Linked DNA regions of Mus musculus: all the other regions are linked to region 1. The links are chromatin contacts, called in public Hi-C, HiChIP or PLAC-seq and promoter capture Hi-C maps. All regions are on one chromosome and are shown on one strand. Each heading gives the region's core, a stretch centred on a gene start, on an enhancer-like site or on the middle of the called end of the contact. The rest is flanking DNA. Distances are from core to core; before and after follow the strand shown.

Region 1 (3,575 bases), core at 412-2,911:
GGGGCCCCCAATATATGCAGGAGGCCTCCCACAGGGCCTGCATAGCCCAGATAAGACATCTGGTACACCCAATACCCAGCAGCCACACAGGCCTCCAGGCCTAATGTATACCGTGGGCACTGAGGTGTCAGCCCCTTAAGTCAAAGACAATACCAAGCAACCCTTGGACAGATGAGGCCATGGTGGGGCCTTCTGATAATTAAACAGAGCTCTACTGCCTGGAAGGAACTACTGTTGACTTAACATGAATTGATGGAAAAGCCAGGTGCTGGGGTACCACCAACATGGTCCAAAAGGTAAGGAGAACCTGGGAATCAGGGGGAAGATAAGGGATCATGGGCAGTCTCTGGGAAAACTGGTCAGAATGTCATTATGGGGTGTTGTCACTCTGGGGTTTGTTTTGTTTTTTTTTGCCTTGGGCCAGAATGCTCCTTAGATGGTCCATACTGGACTGGTCACTCTCGCAAGAGCAAATGCCATGGCAAGAAGGCTGTCTTCACTAGGAGCCCTGAATCTTGCAGAGAGGAGAGAGGGCACCCTCCAAGACAGGCGCTGGCCTATTCTTGTCATACCCAAAGAGCTGGACACCTCAAGGGTATGTTTGTGTAACTGAGACTGGTCACAGTTCACATGGATGCTCTTAAGAAATCAGGGAGGAGCTGGACGGTGGTGGCCCACACCTTTAATCTGGCACTGGAGAGGCAGAGGCAAGTGGATCTCTGTGAGTTTGAGGGCAGCCTGGTCTACAGTGCATTCCAGGGCTACATTGAGAAACCCTGTCTCAAAAAAGAAAAAAAAAAAGAAAAAAAAGGAAATGAGGAGAGTGAGCTCTAGGATTGTGGAAGGGGCCTTGGTCGATCCAGTAACAGTGAGAGAGCAGATTTATAGACGTTAGACGGTCCCAGCATCCTCAGTGCCCTGGGCTGATGGCCAAGTCTAAGTGACACTTCTTTAGTGACAGTGCAGCTCTGTGAGTAACAAGAATGGCCAGGGCTTTTCTAGGTGACAGCTGGAAAGATCCTGGCCAACTACTGCCTTGTTTATGGCAAGAAGATGCACCCAACCCCTGTAGGGACACCCTACACATTTCTCCCATACACACACGCACCCCAAAGTACTCTTCCTGCCAGCTCACTCGTGTCCACTATTCAGGCCTGCATGTCTTCACACCCACACTCTCATTTCTCACACACGCCGCTGTCGGTTCCTCCACGCACACACCAGTGCACCTACGGTTCACACTTCACGTTCCCATTTACAAAAACCCTCGCACCTTTCACATCCCCCACGGGCGCAGGCACTTCAACTTTCTCACACTCACAAGTCACGCCCACTCAGGCGGGCGCGCACGTCACTCATTCCCTATTCTCATTCGCGCACACCCAACAGGGTCCTCAATGTCCACCCCGCGCTCGGGGCTCCCCCTTGGCCTGAGGCCGGGCCAGAGTGGCGCGGCCACTAGCCAGGGCGTGAGTCACGGTCTGCAAGGGGCCGGGTGGGGCGCGGGGCTCGTGAACCGGTGCTGGGCGCCCCGGATCGTACGGTATCCCCACGGTGCAAGCCTGGGGACCCCAGACCCATGCCGCCTACCGTGCTCAGCTGGGCCCCCATGGTGGCGAAGAAGAGACGGTGGCCTCACGCACGGTTCTACACCCGCTACTCAGCCGGCCGCTCCCCCAACAACCCGCCTCGGTCTCAACACCTCGGAGGCGGGGACGCCCTGCGGAGCCAGTCAGGAGCGCGGAGGTGGGCGGATAGGGGGCGGAGACTCCCAGTGTCCCCGCCCACTTCCGCTTGTGAAGACGGGAGTGCGCGCTGAGTGGCTGACGGCGCTGCACGGAAGAGGCTCGGCGAGAGACTGGCTACTGTGGCGCCTCTGTGTGGCTTCGGGAGGTAGCTTGTGGCTTCTGGGCCTGTTTTGTCCTGGTGAAGAGAACAAGATGTCGCCCCCGTGATGGGCTCTCAAATCCTGAGCCTTCGGTCCTGGGAGCCTGCCGGAGCTGATTGTGCTGGCCAGGGCTCTACCCGCTCACGGGGCGTGTTGCCAACACCGCTGGCTACAGAGTTCAGGCTACAGCCCTGCCCTGCCCCATTTTCAAGCCTGCGAACCAGTCGTTCCTTCCTGAACAAATCTCCAAACGTACTGAGGCCAGTTCCGGATTAAAGTTCAGGTGTCACCTCTTTAGCTAGGCCAGCTCTGGCCCTGTGCTCCCTCCAAGGGACGCCACTAGTGCAGAACGGTCTTTGTAGCGCTTCAGTTATCCTGCCTGTTTATTCACGATGCTCTGCGCCCACGTACCCATTCCACTAGATGGTGGGGCTTCCCCAAGCCAGGAGTCTGCAGTCAGTTCTCTGTGTACCCGGACCTCAGAACAGAGCCTATCACATACTCTATAAACACTCGTATGTCCCTGGCATTCCGGAGTTTTCTTCAACCTGGTCCTGGCCAGATAGGGAATGGAAGACTGCTCTGAGAGCGGCAGAGTGAGGAAGAGACTTGCTGCCTAAAAATTGAGAACTATTAACCAAACTCTTCAATACCGGAACACTTGATGACCCAAGCGTTCAATACCGGAAGAGGCAGGTGGATCTGTGAGTGTTCCAGGCTACACGGTGAGACTGCTAGTTACTTTTCTGTTGCTGTGGTAAAACACCATGACCGAAGGCAACTTTAGGGAAGATGGAGTTTATTGTGTCTCACAGTTCCAGGAGGATAAGAGCCCATTATAGCTGGAAGGCATGGCCGGCCACAAGCAGCAGGAAAACCTGGCTCGGGGAGAAGGATGCTGAGAGATAACACTGTACCTTAAGTGGGAACCTGAGAGAGAGCTGGAAGTGGGGCCAGGCTATAGGCTCTCAAAGCCACCCCAGGCACATTTCTTCATCCAGCAAGACCACACACCTCCGTACCTCCCCACAAACCATCACAAATTGGGGACTAAACGTTCAAATACACGTGCCTATGAGGGCCATTTCTTATTCAAACCACCACAGAGACCCTGTCTCAAATAAATAAATAAGGAGCAATGGTCAGCACATCTGTGATTCCAGAATTTGGATAGTGGAGGCAAGGGTTCAAGGTTATCTGACCCTGGCTACAGATTGACTTGAGGTCAGCCTATGCTACATGAGTCTCCGTCTCAAAGAAACAAACAAGTGAAAAAAAAAAAAAATCAGGAGCTAGGCTGTGGAAGGGCACCTACTACCCTGGGATATGAGGCTGGATCTAATATCAGTTAAGTATTATTCTGCTTTTAATCTCAGCACTTGGGAGGCTGAGACAGGAGGATCACAGACACAAGCCAGTCTGTTCTACAGAGTAAGACCTTTGTTTCAAAAGGGGTGAGGGTGGATATGGGGGCTCCTCTTGTGTCTAGAAGTAAGGAACCTATGCAATGTGTACCAGAGGTCTGAACTGTGGTCTTCACGCTTGCGCAGAGAGCACAGCTCCTGTTACCATCAGAGCCATCTTCCCAGCCTTCCCTGTTGCCTTCCTTAGGGTCCTTACTGACTGGCCATCTCCTTTCTCTCTGGCTGAACCTCCTCACAGTTGCTTCTCTTCCTAAAGATAGCAT
Region 2 (3,575 bases), core at 797-3,296, 320 kb after region 1:
CAGGGTAACTCTGGGAGTGTTTCCAGAGAAGTCTAACTTAGGAGGGAAGACACACCCTGATCGTGAGTGACATCATCCCACAGGCTGGGGCACTGAGCTGAAGGAAGAAAGAAGCCTGTTGAGGATCAGTATCCGCCTTGCTCGGCTTCAGCTCTGACAGATGTGCTCAGCTGCCTCACCCATACCCAAGGCTTTCCCCACCATGAAGAATTGTAGCCTCAAACCAAATAAAGCCTTCCTCCCTGGAGTTGTTTTTGTTTGTTTGTTTGTTTGTTTGTTTTGTTTTGGGGAAGGTCAGGTATTTGATCAGTTCTGAGAAATGACGCTGTGGCTGCGGCCAGGGAAAAGCCCTGCTGTATGGTGTATATCTTCTCATTTCTAGGTCAGCCACCACTACACCCTCTCTGCTTCAAAGGGCAGACGGACTCACTTCCAAATCATGCCTTAACACATGCGGGAGAGCAATGAGAATGTCCTCTTTTCCTGTGGCACTGCTGGCCAAGGTGTCAGGGCTGTGCGTTACCTCGATCAGCCAGGGCTTCAGCTTGTCATCGATGATGATGTCGTAGCCGTAGCATTCAAAGCAGTGTTTGTCGTTGTTCATCACTGGCTGCGGAGTGACCAATAGGTTATAAAACCACATCCTTAGAGACCAGAGGGACCCTCCCACACTGTGGGCTTCCTGTTACACACTTGAGCGTGCATGCACATACACACACACACTTGCACACACACATATACATCCATGCACACATATGCATGCACACACTCGAACACACACATATGCACACACATATACACACATATGCATGCACACACACAAACACACACACATACAAACACGTGTGTGCACATACACACATTTGCACACACACATATGTGCACACACACAAGTGTGTGCATGTACACAAATTTGCACACATACACATGTGCACACACATACACACAAGTGCGTGCATATACACTCATTTGCACACACATACATATATACATACACATGTGCACACACACCAGCAGGCTACCCCCTATGCCTCCCAGCCCTGTGCAACCAGGTTCAAACCAGATTATAAACCAAATAAGAAGAGTAAGCCTATTTCCTTTCTATTTCTGGATTTCCCTTGTAATTTCAATTCACCTAAATACACCTTCAATAACCTTTCCCTGCGTACTGAACAAGGGACAGGTGTTGGGAGCTGGAGAGATGGCTTAGCTGTTAAGAGCATTTCCTGCTCTTCCAGAGGACCCTAGTTCAGCTCTTGGAACCCATGTCAGATACCTCACAACCATCTCCAGCATCAGGGCCCCAATGCTTCCAGCCTCTGTGGGCACCTGCACTCATGTGCACGACCACAGGCAGACACATACACCTACGCATAGTTAAAACTAAACAAAAACACCTTCTTCAAAAGCTTGGGAGTCACCACCCAAAGAACCTAAGAGTGGGTGCCAGACTGCAGGGGGCCAGGAGAAAAGCCCTTCTGTGAGGCAACTGTGCACAAGGTGGCTCTTCTCAAGGAGGAAGATGGGTAGCCTGGGAATTTTCCATCTCTCACAGCACTATCCCACGTCCCCAGGCCTTGTGTCCTCAGGTCCCACATAAGTGGGTAGGTCTGTCAAGGACCAGCCAGCTCAGTAGCTGTTTAGACCACGCTGCCCTCAGATGTAAATGTAGTTTTTATTTACCAGATGTAACTGTCATCTCAGAGGCTGACTGCTGAATAAACTCACTCTTTCTAGCTCTTTCTGAACTCTGGCTGGCTGGTTCAACTCAGCTGTTCTGGCTCAAACAGCTCTCCCGAGTTGATTCAGACTGGCTTCTCTCCGGTTCTGCTCTGCTTGGAAAGACTGCCTCTGAACTCTAGGAACTGAACAGCTCTGACTCAACTGCTCTGCTCCTGACTGAGCGTTCAACTGAACTGCACTGATCTGATCTGATCTGATCTGATCTGAACTCCTCTGAACTGAACTGGATCACAAATGAACAAACTCAGCTTGGCTCGGCTGCACTCAAGGCACTGACTCCTGGCTGACTCACTCATGGCACTGCTCTTACACAGCTTCTCTTTCCTGTGTCACTCTTGGGTGTATACAAGGAGAGGTTCTGATACATAAGGTCTAGTTCCCTAATTGGGTCTTGATTTGTCAATAAAGAAGGTCAGGAGCCAATTGCTGGGCTGAAGGTATAGGTGGGACTTTCTGGGGGGTTCCAAGAGGAAAAGGAGACAAGGAAAGGAGAGAGGAGGTGTTTCTGCCATGCTTTGGAGGAGGAAGGATGCTGCAATCATGTACGGCCTCAAGGAGAGCTAGGGCCTGGGGCCTCCACTAAGGGCAGGTCGCCAAAGATGTTTGGCAAGGACTAGGTGGAACAAGCCCCTAAGATTAGTGCAGGAGGAGAAATGGAGATAATAAATTGGCAAGAACAGGCCTTACCAGGTGGGAGTTATCTGTGCTCAGCAATTGTGCCTAGCAGGCAAGTTCTAAAGTCATAAAACTGTCTGTGTGTCTTTTATCGGAGGATTCAAGGGTCTCTTGAGTGGGCTGGTAACGAACGTTACCCCTCCTGGAGCAAAGGCAGGTAGACAAAGAAGCCTGGTGAGAGCTAGTTGCATCCGACAGGAGCAAAGCTGGGTGGAACGAAAGGGAGCTGGGAGGGGCTGGCAGCGTGGCAGCTCCCTGAAGAGGCGGGAGTGTGTTTTTTAAAATGACATGAAACAGGTGTACCCCATCCCTGAGTCATTCTGTCAAAATACTTCTCTGATTCGTCACTTTGTCTGCCCCTCAGTTAGACAGCAGTTTCAAACACAGCTGCTTCCTTTTACAAACTAATTTTACCTTAAAGGTATATACTGAAAGGCTTCTCTGCATTCCAGCCGGATCACACAGGCCTAGGGCTCTGGATGTGACCCCTTGCCAGAGCAGCCAGATTGCTGGATTAAAATCCCTCTACATTCAGAGGGAGAACTGAGGAACTCTGGGTCCTGCAAGTGACCTCAGCTGTGGATGACTTCCTGTTCCTGATGGTAGGGGGGATGGGAGACAAGGAGACTGGCTATGGGTCAGGAGACTTTTCCTCTGGGGTCAAAATCCCCCATTTTCTTGTGAGTTATATGGAGAAACAAAGACACCACAGAGACACCATCTGCCAAGTCCTGAAAACAGGGAGGGACCAGCACAGCAATATCTATTCCTACCTTTCGCTCAAAATTAGCAGTACACCTGCCTAGAAACTACAAACCAGTGAACAAATTAAAGACCAGGTTAGGAACAAAGGAGGAGGCTATTCTCAACCATGACACAGCAATATTAAGCTGCCTGAAATGAACGCTGCTGAAACTCTCCTCCCCCACCAGGGTTGGCTGATGCTCATGCCAAAATAACCACCAAGGAAGGCTGATTGATGGTGGAGAGGCAGAGGCAGGCAGATTATCTGTGAGCTCCAGACCACCCTGGTCTACACAACATACTCCAGGCCATCCTGGTCTACATAGAGCACTCCTGGCCAGCCTGGTCTAATATAACAAGCTCCAGGGCAACCACGGCTACCCAGTGAGACCATGTCTCAAAGTAAGGAAGAA
Region 3 (3,575 bases), core at 517-3,016, 290 kb after region 1:
AAAAGAAAAGAATAAAAAGATTAAGGGTGGCCAGGTACGGTGTAATACACCTTCAATCTCAGCCCTCAAGAGGCAGGGGCAGGCAGATCTCTGAAAAGTCCAAGCCAACCTGGCCTACTCAGTGAGACCCTGCGTCCAAAACAAACCCCTTAAAACTAAGGGCAACCCCCTATCTTCCCCCTAGAAATGCCTGGCCATTAGAAACCTGTACTGGCACTGAGGACTACGGAAAAGCCAATGGCACCTCTCTCTACCAGACAACATGGAAACTTAGATGTGTTTCTTACATACACACACTTTTACACTAATTATTATGGTTGGAAATAACAAACCCTAGCTCCCCAAACAGCATGAACTAAAATACCATTTCTAGTCCAATGAGTCTTTAAAAATCCTGCACAGAGAGAGCAGATCTAATCAGTCAGCTACTCCTCTGTGCTCAGCTACTTTCCCAAGTAATAAATATCCATCAGCCCAATGATCAGTTTCTTTAAAGCCTCTAAACTGCACACATCACACAAGTTTTTCATGTAGTGGCCTCACGGCTAAAGTAGCATAGCTTCACCAAGGAGACTGCCAAACTCTACAGTTCAGTGTAAATGCACAGACTAGAGTGTTCCAGGAAAGTCAGGAGAACCCCCAACTACGCTAACTCTCAAATCCGGACTTCTGTGGAAAAGTGAATCTGAGCGCCCAGGGACGGAAGAGGGAGGCTAACACAGAACCCAGTTCACCTGGCTGATCCCTTCACCAGGGGCTCCAAGCTGACAATCCCAGAGGTGCAAGACCAGAACTTAAGCAAAGTGGAAAACCTGCAGGGGGTAGGAAGGTGTGAGCTCACGTCCACAACTCGGGATTAAATAGATTTACATCAGGACAGTGCAGAAGTGTTTTTGCTAAACCGCTAATGAGTAGCCCTGGAGACTGTCAGCAACCTACTCCCCCTTCATCACTAAACCTAAGGACAGCTGCGGTCAAGGGAAGCCGACAAGGGCCAGGGATGGTGCACACAGCCCGGACCAAAACTATCTTCCCTCAAGGGGCCAACAAGAACGCAGCACCCCTGGGGCGTGTCTACTTCCAGGTCTAACCTCTAAGGCCTTGAGATCCCTAGCCAGCTCCTCTGGATCCACTCCTGGAAAAAAAGAAAAGTGGACCTTCTCAGAGGGGGTCCGCAAGCCTGGGGTCTTTGGGAAGAGAAGAGAACGCGGCTCTAGAGCCCCCACGGGAGGTAGGAGGGAATTGACGATTCGGATCCACTGAGTCTCGAAAACTATGAAAGTCAAAAAGGACAGCATGCAGCCTTTCCTGTCTCGCCTCACACCCCTAGTTCGTGTTCACCGGTCAGGCTTGGCTCTCACCACGGCGGTCACAGAGTGTGGGGAGGACGGAAATGGAAGGCAAGAGTCTGCAAAGCGCCCCATGAGTGCGTCCGCGTGGGACTCGTCCGCTCCGGCCGCCCTTCGGGCCTCCCGGGCTCCGCCCGCCGGCGCGTGGCCCCCCGCGCGCGGACTAGAAGTTTCGAGCGGCGCGGCCCCGCGCGCTCGGCCCCAGCGCGGCCTGACAGGGGTAGGCGCGGCCACCGACCCGTGTCCCAACCGTCGCGGCGCACCCCTCACCTCGGCCGCCGTTCGCCTCGGGTCCCACTGAGCACGCCGCCCCGGCCGGGCTGCGACTCCGACCCCTTCCCGTTCCGCTCCAACCGAGCTCCCCGGCCCTGCCCAGACCCGCCGCAGCCGCTTCTGCCGCCAGCCGCGACCGCGCCGCCCCCGCCGCGCCCGCTGTGCTCGCCCTATTGGTTGCCTGCATCCAGACCCCGCCCTTCGGCCCAGCGGCGCTCCAGATTGGATAGTCTAAAGCGGAGGCGGCACGCCCCCCCAGAAGCTAAAGGAACTACCTTGGGCTAGCATTAGCGGCCTTTCCTGTCAGTCAAACGAGGAGCTACTACTTAAGCCGCTGAGAGGCCAACACGGGTCACTCCCTGGGAGACGCCCAAAGGACCGGGACTAAAGGACTTTTTTTTAAAGTGGGCCAGAGTTTTGTGGTTTCCCTAGCACCCAGAACAACTGCGGTCCCTGATCTATAATTCAGATAAGGTGGACTTTGAGAAAGTTTCCTCGGATCTGGAGAAATTGCTACTTTTCTAGAGGACCCGGATTCCATTCCAAGTACCTAGTACGTAGAGGCTTACCCTGATCTGAAATTCCAGTTGGAGGGTTATCTGTCTGACGCCCTCTTCTGGCCTTTGTTGGTACCAGGCACGCACGAGGTACAGACATGCTAACACTCATACACACAATTTTTTTTTTTTTTTAAAGAAAGTTTCCTCCAAGCCAGGGATGGTGGCGCACGCGTTTAATCCCAGCACTCAGGAGGCAGAGGCAGGTGGATCTCTGCGTTCATGGCCACTGTGGTCTACATAGTGTGTTACAGGCTAACCAAAAACACAAAAAAGAAGAGGAAGTGGGGTGGAGAGACTTCCCTCCAGAGGATGCCGATATGGCCATCAGAGCACCAGACAATATACAGACTTTCTGCTTCTCACATAGCGCTGCCAGATAGGAGGTTGGCCCTATGAGCAAAGAGAAATAATGAGCCAAAACGGCTAATACCTCGCTGAGCACTACCTCACACAGTCCCGGCCAGGAGGACAGTAAGCGATGCGTGGGTGAGGGTCTGAGAAACTGACAGCAGGTAACTTTCTGGGAACTGTATGGAGTAAAGAGTAAATGGTGGCAGACAGTGGCTAGTGTCTGTAATCCCAGTACTCAAGAGGCGGATACAGGAGAATGGCTGAGAGCTCCAGGCAGCCTACGCAACCGAGTAATTGGAAGAAAGAAAGAAAAAAAGGTAAGGTCAGCCTGGAATATATAGTAAGACCCTGCCTCAACCTCCCTGCAAACAAAACAAAACAGAAAAGGCAGATGTAGTAGGTAGCACTTGGAAGGTAGAACAGGAGGGTCAGGAGTTCAAGGTCATCCCCAGCTACACAGGAAGTCCAGTTTTCAGGCTGGACATAGTGGTACCTGCCTGTAATCTCAGCATTTAGGAGGTAGAGGCAGAAAGATCAGGAATTCACAGTCATCCTCAACTGCATAGAGAGTTCAGGTCAGCCTAAGCTATATGAGACCTTGCCCCTCCCCCACCCAGAAAATATAAAATAACCTCCCCCACTCATATCCTTACAGTGACCAACATTTTCAATATGTATTTATTTATGTATTTATTTAATTACCCAGAGGCTAGCTGTATTGCCTGTAAAATACCCTTTTAACAATGATGTCTGTGACTCCTTCAAGAAAAAAAAAATCATCTCAGTAATTCCAATGTCTAGAAGTAGAGATAGCCAGGCATGGTGGTACATGCCTTTAATCCCAGCTCTCAGGAGGCAGAGGCTGGCAGAGCTCTGTGAGTTCAAGTCCAGCCTGGTTTGCATAGTGAGATTCAGGACAGCCAAGGCTACATATCCAGACTCTGTCTCAACAAAACAAAACAAAAGAATACAAGGTGGGGGGGAGCAGCTGGCAAGTGTTCGGTGAACCTAGCAAAGACAAGGGGCAACAATATCAAACACA
Region 4 (3,575 bases), core at 608-3,107, 270 kb before region 1:
CTCTTGCTCTTTCAGGTTATGTTTTCAGCTCAAGACAAAATGGCAGAAGTAGATAAGAAAGAGAAACGTCTTACAAATTAAATCTTAGGCATACCAGCAAAACTGGCCAAGCAAGGACAAACTGAAAGTTAAGAAAATTCCCAAGGGTCACAGAAACCACCTTCCAGTATTTCACCCAGCTCCAAATTTCATATTCACCAGTTTGGTTGTTATTGCTTGTTGTGCTGTTGTTTGTTTGTTTGTTTGTTTGTTTGTTTTAAAGAGCCAGTAGAGCAGAATGACAGTAGAAAGCTAAGTATTTTAGGGCCACCCATACTAACTAATCTGCCCCTTGAGCAGGCCCTGAGTTAAAAGGAACCTGGTAACAAGTTTTGGGACCTAGGAGAGAAGAGTTATATTCAAGCTCCACCTCTCACTAGCTTATGTATTCTGTGGAGAAGGAATAATGAACTCTTAGGTCCACTGGGTAGACATTTTAGGACAGTTTAGAATTCTTTGGCCTAAGTCCATACATTGTTTTTGTTTTTAACGTAAATGTTAGCTTCCTTTCCTCTCTAAGTTAAAACTTAATAAAGGCAATTCTCCTACTATCTTACCTATGTAAGATCTCTCATATACATACGTACATACATACACACTCACAAACTACCACAGTAAAGCTTTATAGTAATTTTTTCATAAGCCATAAAACAAGCATAATACATACTTGAGTGTGAGAGGTGCTTCTAATTCAAGTAACTGGCACTTTTTCAAATCATACAGTAAACATGAGGTCATAATTCAAGTCCTAATAAAAAATTCCAAATAACTCATATGTATAATCTTAAGTGTCTCCTTATGTGACAGGCATGATTTTAACTAATATAAAAGAAAACCTTCTTTTAACACATACACAAGATAAACATTATGAGCCCATTTTGCCATCCACGTTTAAAGACCATTAAGGCTATACAGACCAAAATTTTTTAAAAAATGATCTAAAAAAACCATAGTGAGCTATATTTTATGGGGAATTGAGCAAAAACAAAAAAACAAACAAAAACAAAACAAAACAAAGTCTTCCACAAACAAGAGCAAAATCCAAGTTGGTCTAAGAGTACTTACCATTCAAAAGCATATGGCCCAGGGCCCTCACACACCAGAAAATCAGTAAAACTAACGGGTTCTTCAGCATCTGCCAGGGAAGTACCCTGCTACCACTAGGAATAAACCGGGGATGCAAACCATTTACTGCATCCTGAGGTGGATATTAATTCTGCAAGCCTACTACATCGCATAGCTAATTCTACTTTATCCCTACTCCAAGACTGAAATTGGAATTTGAAGTTAGCCAAGTAAGAGTCACCTAAAAGATCTTGAAATAGCATCCCTTCCCCACGTGGAAAGGGCTTCCAACAAAAACAGACCCAATCATCGCATCCATATTTCCCAATTAGCCAGTGCTTTTTCGGAAAACTCTTATCACAAAGGAAAAAAAAAAAGCATAATAATGTGCATTCAACATAAGCTAGACTGCTATTAATAGTGTGCGTTTTCTCTTCAGAAGCACAGAAAAGCACTGGGAATTGAGCACAAACTACCCTGACCAAGTTACTTCTCAAGCCAGTGAGGCGCATCTTACATCTCTCAGTAAAGTTCCTATGATCAAAATGAGAGCGAGCACAAAACCGGAGTGGAAGAACCACCAAACCAAACTCAAATAAACCTTCGAAATGTCTGGCCTGCAAGGGAGTCTTTAACAGAAGTGTAATTGAGGCATGAGAGGGTAGGTAACTTGCCCAGGGCTACAGTTTATTTGGTGGCCAAGCTGGAAGTGCATTCCAGGCCTCCTAGATCAGAATTTAGTGCCGTTTCCCCAGCTGCCAATGCCACCCCATGTAAAATCTTTTATAAAACTCTTCACTAAGGCTGTTAACATAAGGGTCCAATTATCATTCAAAGATCAGCCTGTTAGATAATAGCTCAAAAATTCCATCCATTTTTATAGCATTTACCAGAGTCATCTAATCTCTGGAGGGAGAACGCAGAGCTCGGGTAGAAACCCCTAATTCTGATTCGTCCCCAAAGGAGTTGAATACAGGCAGGCAAGCAAAACTGGTGTCCGCACCCACAAACCGTGGAGGAATCCGCAGCTCCACTGCCCCCCCCCAACACACACACACACACACACACTAAATTCCACTCCCATCCCGGCGCACTCAAGACATCCCACCTCCCGCCGCAGGCCGGATAGCAAACTCTTCTATAAGCCACCACTTTTCCGTGAGAATGAGGAAGAGAGACTCAGAGCCTCGCCTTCCCATCCCCTACCCGCGAGAAAGAGCTCCTTCGTGGACTCCGCGGGACCCTGCGCCCTGCCCTGCTCACCGCGGCGGGGGAGGGGAGAGCGCCCCACACAGGAAGTGCATCCTGCGCCCCTAGCTCGCGCCCCGCCGCCGGGTACCTGCTCTGGGCCGCCGGCAGGCGACAGGCAGCCGCATCCACATGGCCTCAGGTGTTCGCGCGGCTGCTCCGCCAGCCCCAGCCGGCCCCTCCCCGGCCCGCTCCAAGCCCGGCCCTTCACGGGTGCCTCGCCCCCAGCCCCCGGCCAAGAGGCCAGCAACGCCGGTCCCCGCGGGGCTGCCAAGAACGTGGACCCCTCAGCACCTCAGGCCGCAACGACCAGGTATCTCCGCCCGCAGCCCCAGAGCCTCCGGCCGCTCTGCCCTGACGCCGGTCCTGGCCGTTGACCCCTCGGCAGCCCACGCCGGTCCCCTCAGCCCGCTCCGCGACTCCCGAGGCTCAGCACTTGCAGGGCGGGCCGGGCCACGACCTGTGCTCCCAGCAGCCAGCCTGAGCGGCGCGGCCCGGTCCCGGCCCCTCGGGCTGCCCTTTCTCCTCAGGCCGGGCGGCGGTTACCTGCAGGAGCCCCCCGGCCCGTCCCTCGGCCTCCGCCGGCGCTGGGAGGGGAGGGGGCGGCGGCGCGGCGCGGGGTGGGGGTGGGGGTGCCTCCACCGCCTCCAGCGCGGACGCCCAGGCCGACGGCGGGGCGGGCCGGGGCCGCGGCCCCTAGAGGCTCGCTCCGGCCCGCGCGCTCGCTGGCTCACTCCCCGCTCCGGCGCGCCTCAGGGAGGGCTCCCCCGGCTGAGGCCGTGGCCGCCTCGCAGGGGCCGAAGGCGGCTCGGCTCCGGGTTTTTTCTCTCCATTCTCCCAACACACAGGAAATAACAGAGCGTCAGGTGACGGCGCGCAGCCAATGAGGCGGCTCCGGGCCCCGGCGCGCGGGCGGGCGGGAGGGCGCGCGGCGGGGCGGGGCGGGCGCAGGGGGCGGGGCCGGGGGCGGGGTGGCGCGCTGCCCACCCGCGTGTGGCAGCGTCGAGAGGCGCAGCAAGGAGACCCCCTACTCTGCGGTCCGGGACCACGCGCCCAGTGCTACCTCCAGCCCTCCGCTTAAGGCTACCTTGTGGGGTGCCCCAGAGCAACTTTCTGGGGAGTTAGTGGCACAGAACCTTCTACTGGGATTTCTGGAGTTCTCCCAGAGCCTCCAAATCCGAAGTCGCGCCTTTGGCAGCCCTTGAAGCCCGTGGCAATTTGTA

What was found. A called contact is a pair of places that touch in the nucleus more often than the background predicts. HiChIP or PLAC-seq counts read pairs in DNA pulled down with a chosen protein or histone mark. Capture Hi-C pulls out chosen DNA fragments and counts their contacts.
Region 2: a contact with region 1 is called in an H3K27ac HiChIP or PLAC-seq map of trophoblast stem cells, with 12 read pairs. The contact joins the enhancer-like site here to the promoter of Cyb5r3 in region 1. A contact is called at or near these places in 4 of 39 promoter capture datasets (the C10 cell line, cranial neural crest, hippocampal neurons and 1 more), 1 of 15 datasets of contacts at CTCF or cohesin (the NIH/3T3 cell line), 3 of 484 Hi-C or Micro-C datasets (bone marrow-derived DN3 thymocytes, bone marrow-derived macrophages and embryonic stem cells), 10 of 115 datasets of contacts at active chromatin or transcription factors (embryonic basal ganglia, embryonic stem cells, extraembryonic endoderm stem cells and 6 more) and 1 of 9 other capture datasets (adipose tissue).
Region 3: a Hi-C map of CD8 T cells shows a contact between it and region 1, with 2.5 times the contacts expected there. The contact joins the promoter of Pacsin2 here to the promoter of Cyb5r3 in region 1. A contact is called at or near these places in 6 of 39 promoter capture datasets (the 3T3-L1 cell line, the HPC-7 cell line, cranial neural crest and 3 more), 1 of 15 datasets of contacts at CTCF or cohesin (the NIH/3T3 cell line), 5 of 484 Hi-C or Micro-C datasets (CD4 T cells, CD8 T cells, cranial neural crest and 2 more), 4 of 115 datasets of contacts at active chromatin or transcription factors (astrocytes, extraembryonic endoderm stem cells, forebrain and 1 more) and 2 of 9 other capture datasets (adipose tissue and liver).
Region 4: a contact with region 1 is called in a promoter capture Hi-C map of adipose tissue. The contact joins the promoter of Tbrg3 here to the promoter of Cyb5r3 in region 1. A contact is called at or near these places in 2 of 39 promoter capture datasets (liver and pre-B cells), 4 of 484 Hi-C or Micro-C datasets (CD4 T cells, embryonic stem cells, natural killer cells and 1 more), 2 of 115 datasets of contacts at active chromatin or transcription factors (effector CD8 T cells and memory CD8 T cells) and 2 of 9 other capture datasets (adipose tissue and liver).

The regions. Positions count from the first base shown.
Region 1 is chr15:83,170,522-83,174,096 of GRCm38.p6, forward strand. It overlaps Cyb5r3 (cytochrome b5 reductase 3), which reads right to left and starts at 1,662. Exons shown (of 9, transcript NM_029787.3): 1 at 1,591-1,662. The coding sequence starts at 1,611.
Region 2 is chr15:83,492,020-83,495,594 of GRCm38.p6, forward strand. It overlaps Ttll1 (tubulin tyrosine ligase-like 1), which reads right to left. Exons shown (of 12, transcript NM_178869.4): 10 at 524-610. Among named protein-coding and RNA genes, the nearest start is that of Gm52181, 16 kb to the left of the region's middle. Within about 2 kb of position 2,047, at least 29 of the 459 cell types and tissues checked have an H3K27ac peak or open chromatin away from gene starts, as enhancers often do. A contact at or near this core is called in bone marrow-derived macrophages and trophoblast stem cells, where this site is marked.
Region 3 is chr15:83,462,840-83,466,414 of GRCm38.p6, forward strand. Pacsin2 (protein kinase C and casein kinase substrate in neurons 2) reads right to left here and starts at 1,767. Exons shown (of 11, transcript NM_001159509.1): 1 at 1,620-1,767.
Region 4 is chr15:82,896,604-82,900,178 of GRCm38.p6, forward strand. Tbrg3 (transforming growth factor beta regulated gene 3) reads right to left here and starts at 1,858. Exons shown (of 1, transcript NR_027799.1): 1 at 1-1,858. All of the region lies in intron 1 of Tcf20 (transcription factor 20), which reads right to left. Gm20324 (predicted gene, 20324) reads left to right here and starts at 2,477. Exons shown (of 4, transcript NR_045068.1): 1 at 2,477-2,665.